Linked DNA regions of Gossypium hirsutum: region 1 is linked to region 2. Evidence: chromatin contacts called from public Hi-C data. All regions are on one chromosome and are shown on one strand. The core of a region is the stretch at or near the end of the contact, and the rest is flanking DNA. Distances in the headings are between cores, read along the strand shown.

Region 1 (3,097 bases), core at 532-3,031, 92 kb after region 2:
TAAAAATAATATTAAAGTAGGTAAAGGTATTATGGATGTCTCTATATTAGGAGTTAGATTGCATTTTTTCTCCCTCTACTAAAAATAGATAAATTAGTCCTTATACGTTAAATCAAAGAGCAAATTGGTCATTTCTGCTAAAAAATTCTGTTATTTGTACGGTTAAAAACTTACGTGGTTGACTGAACAACTAGAAAGTGACACGTGACGTGCTATGTGTACCTTATGTTGATGTACAATGACTAGTTTTTAATAGAAGAATTGGATGGAATTTTTAATAGAACGACCATTTTGCATTTAATCTAATGTCCAAGGATTAATTTGTCCATCTTTTAAGTAGGGGAGACAAAATTTAAATTCACCCTTGATATAAGGGTGTCCATGTCATTTTACTTATAAAAGTATGAAAAGACAAAATGGCATCACAATAATATTATAGTTTAAAATAAAGATATTTCTATAATTTCATTACCGAGTTGATGACAGTAACACTAACTTCGCCAAATGTTTAAATATTAAATAGTGAAAATTTTTATATAGAGGAGTTATAAATATTTAAAATTTTTAAATATATATAATACCATGAATATGATGATTGCACAAAATACAAATACATATCTTTTCAGTTTTTTTTTATATTTATGAATTATAACAAATACAATATAATTATAAATATAAGTATAAGTAATTACAAGTATTAAATTATTATAGACGAACTATACAATTAAATTATTATAATCTAAACAAATTAAAAACTGATATAGTTCAAACTAAAACCAATTAGGACTAACTGGACCAAAACTCTCATTATGAAACTTAAAAACTCGCGTATATAAATTAGGCATGAACTATATTTTAAATTGACATAGACGTCGTTATACATCGTTTACATCAAAATTAATAGACGTGAATGAAGGTCACGTGCATGGCACCGACCAATAATGGACCGGAAATTCTCATCAAGACTGGCTGGCCTGCTGCCACGTATACCAATCCCTTCAGGTCTTGCACTGTATTATCACATAAAATATTTAATATTTTACTCCTATTTTCTATTTATGTGTTGTTCTTGCATGAGGTGGTCATAAAATAGTCTTGGGTCCCGCCAAGTGGGATACGTGTATTGCTAGGATTCTTTCAAGTCCCTTTCAAACCAGACCAACATCTTAGATGGAGGGAATGATCAACGGCTGGTATCTCCTCACCGGTTATTTCTAATTATTCGATCCAACGGTGTAAATCGAATTGACGGCTGCCGCCCAACAGTGTTTCCCAAGTCTTGAACTGTCGGTAAATTAGGAGTCTGTGGTAACATTTTTATTATAAAGAAAATGAAAAAAGTAAAGGACAAAGTATGTTACTAGTCCCTGCTTTTCTATAAATTTTGATATTTACTCCCTATATTTTAAAATTTAAAAGTTCAATTCTCTTACTTTTTCAATTTAAAAATCTTAATCCAATAATTATCATATGCTAAAATGTTTATTTTCATTTTATTTTCACTCATATGATATGTCACATGAGGGCAACTTAATCAACATGCTAAATTGGTAAATTTTGACAAAAAAAATACTTACTATTTTAATGATTGGATTGAGATTTTTAGATCAAAACAGTTAAAGGGCTTAATTTCTAACCTTTTAAGTATACAAAATAAATCTCAAATTTTATCAAAAGTATAGGGCCTAACAGACAATTTTAACGAAAAGTAAATTACAATAAAAAAATAAAGTAGCCGTTGGAGACGTGGAGTTTATTACTTGTATAAAAAGAGGCACAGACTTTTAAACACATGAAAGTCTGGAAGAAAAGTAGAATAAATTAAAAATCCAAACCATTTCGGATCCCTCTGGGATCGAAATCGATTTTGTATCTATTTTCTGTTTATCAATAGCATTTCCTAACCAATATTCTTTTTCTTTTTTACTTTTCATTGAGAAAATCTGTAAAGATTTCCTCTGAAATATATATATCTTGAGCATGTTTTTGGCTTCAGGCTTTTGATCATATTATTTCGAAGATCATCGCCTCTTTTTGTTTGATATTGAAAAAGCTTGTTCGTTGTTTGCCAAAGCAAAACCCAGTAGTATTATGGATGGGATTTTCTTGTCATCTTCAGCTGAGAAATCTGTTTCTCCAAACAAGCAACTCAAGAACATTCCAAGGAGACATAGTAGTGGAGCTCACACAAGCATCATCCATGGGGGGGGAGGAGGCCTCTTTTTGGCTCCTCCACCGTCTCTTTCCTTCTCTTATCCATTCTATCAGGCTCAGCATCAACCACCTCTCCTTCCACTTCCACTCCCTAATAAACCTCTTCATACGTCGCTCCCTTCTCGAACCCCACCCCTTTCATCTTCTCCATCTAACCTCAAAAGCAACAGATACAAAGACCAATCTCTGACCCCTCCAAAGAGATCAAAATCGAAGCAACTCAGTGGCAAATCAGTAGGAGAGCCAAAGAAACTTCAAACCAGACCAACGGAGGGAAAAAAAGCACAAGGTGCAATTAGTAAGCCCTTTGTCATGGCATCAGGAGGACCCCAGGCGGCTGCGAGAGATTTGGAGAGGCTTTCAAGTTCTATCTTTACACTCTCTCCACCACCTAGCAGCTTGCCTTTGCCCAGCTTTTCGCTTAGACCAAAGCTTGGCTGCAAGGCTGAAGCTGGTGGAGGAGTCGATGATGGAGCCACTGACAATCTCCGACGACTCCTACGTCTCCCTTGAAGGGTCTTTTCCGTAAATAAAGGCGTGAACAATAATTAAGGGTAAGCAGTAACTTCTGTTCTTCCTTTTTCTAGTTTTTCTCCTTAATTGTCTCATGTCATGGGAAATTATAAAGATACCTCATAGTTTTTTTGAGCTGAGGTGCAGGAATAAAAGAAAAACTAGAGTGGATAAGAAGTGTGCTTGCTTCTGAGTTCTAAGGCTTTGGGTCAATAGTTTGTTCAACTTTTTCCATTTTCTTTTATAGCGTATTAAGTATATTGTAATTTAGATCCTATGCTGATCATAATGCGATCACCGCCTTGTTTTTGAATCGGGGGTGAACATATAAAAGCTATATGTGTAAGGCTTTGCCATTTTCTTGTGTTTG
Region 2 (3,098 bases), core at 223-2,722:
TTTAATCATTTTAATAATTTAATAATTAGCAAAACTTACTAAATTTGCATCCCGAAACCGGCCACTAGCTAATTTATGGTTTAATTGCCTTTTAAATCCCTTCCATTAGCTTATAAATACGATTTGACACTCAAACATCAATAGCAATTGACTTTTGCAGCTTTTATGATTTAGTCTTTTTTTCTTTAATTAACTAATCAAATGATAAAATTACTGGACTGGAATTTAATATAGCTATATAGTAACTCCATAAATATTTATTAAAAATATTTACAGGCTCGGTTTACAGAAACGAAATTTTGATACCTCATTTTTCAAAACTACTTTACTTTAGGGACAAACCACTTGCTTAACTATTTGATTAATTAACAAAAATTATTAAATAAAAAATTTAATATGATATTCTATTTGACTTATAAATATTAAATAATTAATTTTTATGAAATCTCATGTTAAAATTATAGTCCCAAAATCACTATTTCTGATACCGTTAAAAAACGAACTCGCCTATACTTATCTTTAACCCCTTACCTTGAAGGACATAATCTTTGTACCTTTTGATTCTTCTGTCACATTTCCACTTACCTCGTAAGAGATAAGTATTTCAAAACTTCCTTAAAATATCTTATATCAACATGTTTTTGCTGCCTAATAATAGAAGTTACAAAATCTTAGTAAAAAGTTGCCAGCTAAAGCAATGTTGCAAATCTGTTGTGGTTGTTATTGTTGGCACAAATTTAGGCACAACCTTTTTATAAATAAGCATTCTAATATTTATTCATAAATGAGTTATTGAAAGAATTAAGATATTTTATTATATAAATAATTTACGTGTCAACTTTTATTAGGAATTAACATCGTTAAGGGAAGTATTAGATTAATAGATAGAATAAAAAGTTTAAAAGTATAAATATTACATTGAAAGATTTATTAAAGTATATGGAGATTTTTTACCATTATCCTCTCTTTTTTTTTATATGGATCATTATTTAATAAATAACAATAACTTGGAATTCTTAGAATTTGAAGAATTTAATCTGATGCGTTTTCCATTTTTAGTTTGATGCAGCTCAATTCATTGAAAGAAAAAGGTTTCGATATGTACCGATTAATTGTGGCTTGTATCTCGTTCTAAAATATAAGAAATTTTTTAAATAATTTTACTATAAATTTTTGATTATATTTGTTTTTTTTTATTTAATATTTAAAATTATCCATAGTTCCTTCTCACTCATAAATAAGAAAATAATACATTTTATTGACAATTAAGTTCAATTAATAATAAAATATCAGTATTCCACTCACCTAAACTTTTAAAGGAAAAGAAAAACAAAAAGTAACCATGATAGCAATTAAGATAAATCTTGATTTTCAGTGGTAGCATTTTATTGGAGGCCTTGGTATATCGTAATGGGAAATAAAACCCAAGTTTTCCCCAATCCCGACCTTTTATTATTGTCGACAGTTTTGGACCTACCACGTGTTCAAACCCCACATTTATCTTTGTTTTTCTTCTGCAATGGCAGTAGTGCATTTCATCTCCATCTCCGGATATTTTATTTTGGGTAAACTACTTATTTAGTCACCCCATTTTACCTGCATTCCTATTTTGGTCATCTATTTAAAATATTTGTTATTTTATCACTCTAGTTAGATAAGTTGTCAATTTTATTCTCTTTACTGTTAAATGTCTTTGGTCGCCAACTAGAATACTGATGTGATAGTCTTTTGATTAATATAATAACAAATTTAACCCTTAATACTTTGCACATTCTGTTAATTTGATCCCAAATTTAAAGAAATCAATAAATTTAACCCTCAATGTTTACATTTTCATCAATTTAGCTCAAATTCAAAAAAATTATAATTTTAAAAACTTTGAAAATATATATTATTTATTATAAAAGACATAAAATATAAAAATATATATAATTCTTAACTTGAAATGTATGTTTAATTGAAAAACAACAATTATTAGTAAAAGGAAAAATATGATTACATTTTCAAGTAAGAAACAAAAAATCTTTTTATTCTCTTCTTTTATTTAAACCCAAAACCTTCAATTACCCTAAACTCATTTCTTAAGTTGAAAGACCTTTTCAATTTCTTCAAAAGCCTCTCCTTGATTAGTAAAGAATCGGTAAATTAAATATTACTTTAATCTGTTAGAAACTTTTAATTTCTTTAAAAAAAAAAACCCTTTTCAATTAACACATTTTATAGCTTCAAAATAATTTTGAGAAGACATGAGTTTCAAACAAAATAGTTCTTGGGATTTTTACTCTGTTCAACTATGGATTTTAAAACCTTTAGAAAAATAAGTTCATAGGTTTACAAATTTTGACTTCAAAAGAGGGGAGGTTTCAGTGCTTGTCTCCAATTCTGCTTCTGTTCCTCTGAAACAATCGACATTGTTCTTTATTTCGTGTTTTGAGTTTCAGTGCATGCTGTTGCTTACTTACAACACTAGCTCTTTCTTTTAACTTTCTACTCTCTTGTGCTTCAATTAAGTAATGTATTTGTACTCAAAAGTCCTTGATGGGAAGTTTTGTTCCGGCCATAGGAATAATGACGAAGTTCCAAAATATCAACTAAAACATAGGGTTGCTTGACTAATGGTGGTAGAGACGTGCCATAATGGCAATACAACATGAAAAGGTCCCCTCCATTATTAGCTTTCGGTTTAAGCATTTGGGCTCCAACATTTCTCCATTCACAAGAAAAGGCGCATTCATTTGTCTCTTTATGCAAGCATCCAGGGAAAAGAAAGGGTTAACATAACTTGAAATAAGCTCTTCAACCACATAAATTATTCTCTTTTCTATTTCAACACCCGAATACCAACAAGCAAAGAAGATACCATACTACGTTTGTAACAAAATTACATCTCGACATATTAGGCCCATTCCCCTTTTAAACATACTTCTATTTTTATCTCACCTAAATTATGAGATTAAAATTTTATCCAACTCTATTTATATTTTACAAATGATTTATCCAAACCTATTTTAGGTCCATTCATATTAATTTTTAAAAAGATTTAAAAATACATATTTATATTATTTTAATTTAATATTTAATAATTTTATATATTTTTA

The links. A called contact is a pair of places that touch in the nucleus more often than the background predicts.
Region 1: a contact with region 2 is called in a Hi-C map of leaf, with 2.8 times the contacts expected there. The contact joins the promoter of LOC107910706 here to the enhancer-like site in region 2. A contact is called at or near these places in 6 of 34 Hi-C or Micro-C datasets (callus and leaf).

The regions. Positions count from the first base shown.
Region 1 is chrD02:23,203,339-23,206,435 of Gossypium_hirsutum_v2.1, forward strand. It overlaps LOC107910706, which reads left to right and starts at 1,782. Exons shown (of 2, transcript XM_016838666.2): 1 at 1,782-2,768; 2 at 2,875-3,097. The coding sequence starts at 2,092. The coding sequence ends at 2,727.
Region 2 is chrD02:23,111,784-23,114,881 of Gossypium_hirsutum_v2.1, forward strand. No RefSeq gene overlaps it. Among protein-coding and RNA genes, the nearest start is that of LOC107910707, 26 kb to the left of the region's middle. Within about 2 kb of position 1,473, at least 2 of the 9 cell types and tissues checked have an H3K27ac peak or open chromatin away from gene starts, as enhancers often do. A contact at or near this core is called in leaf, where this site is marked.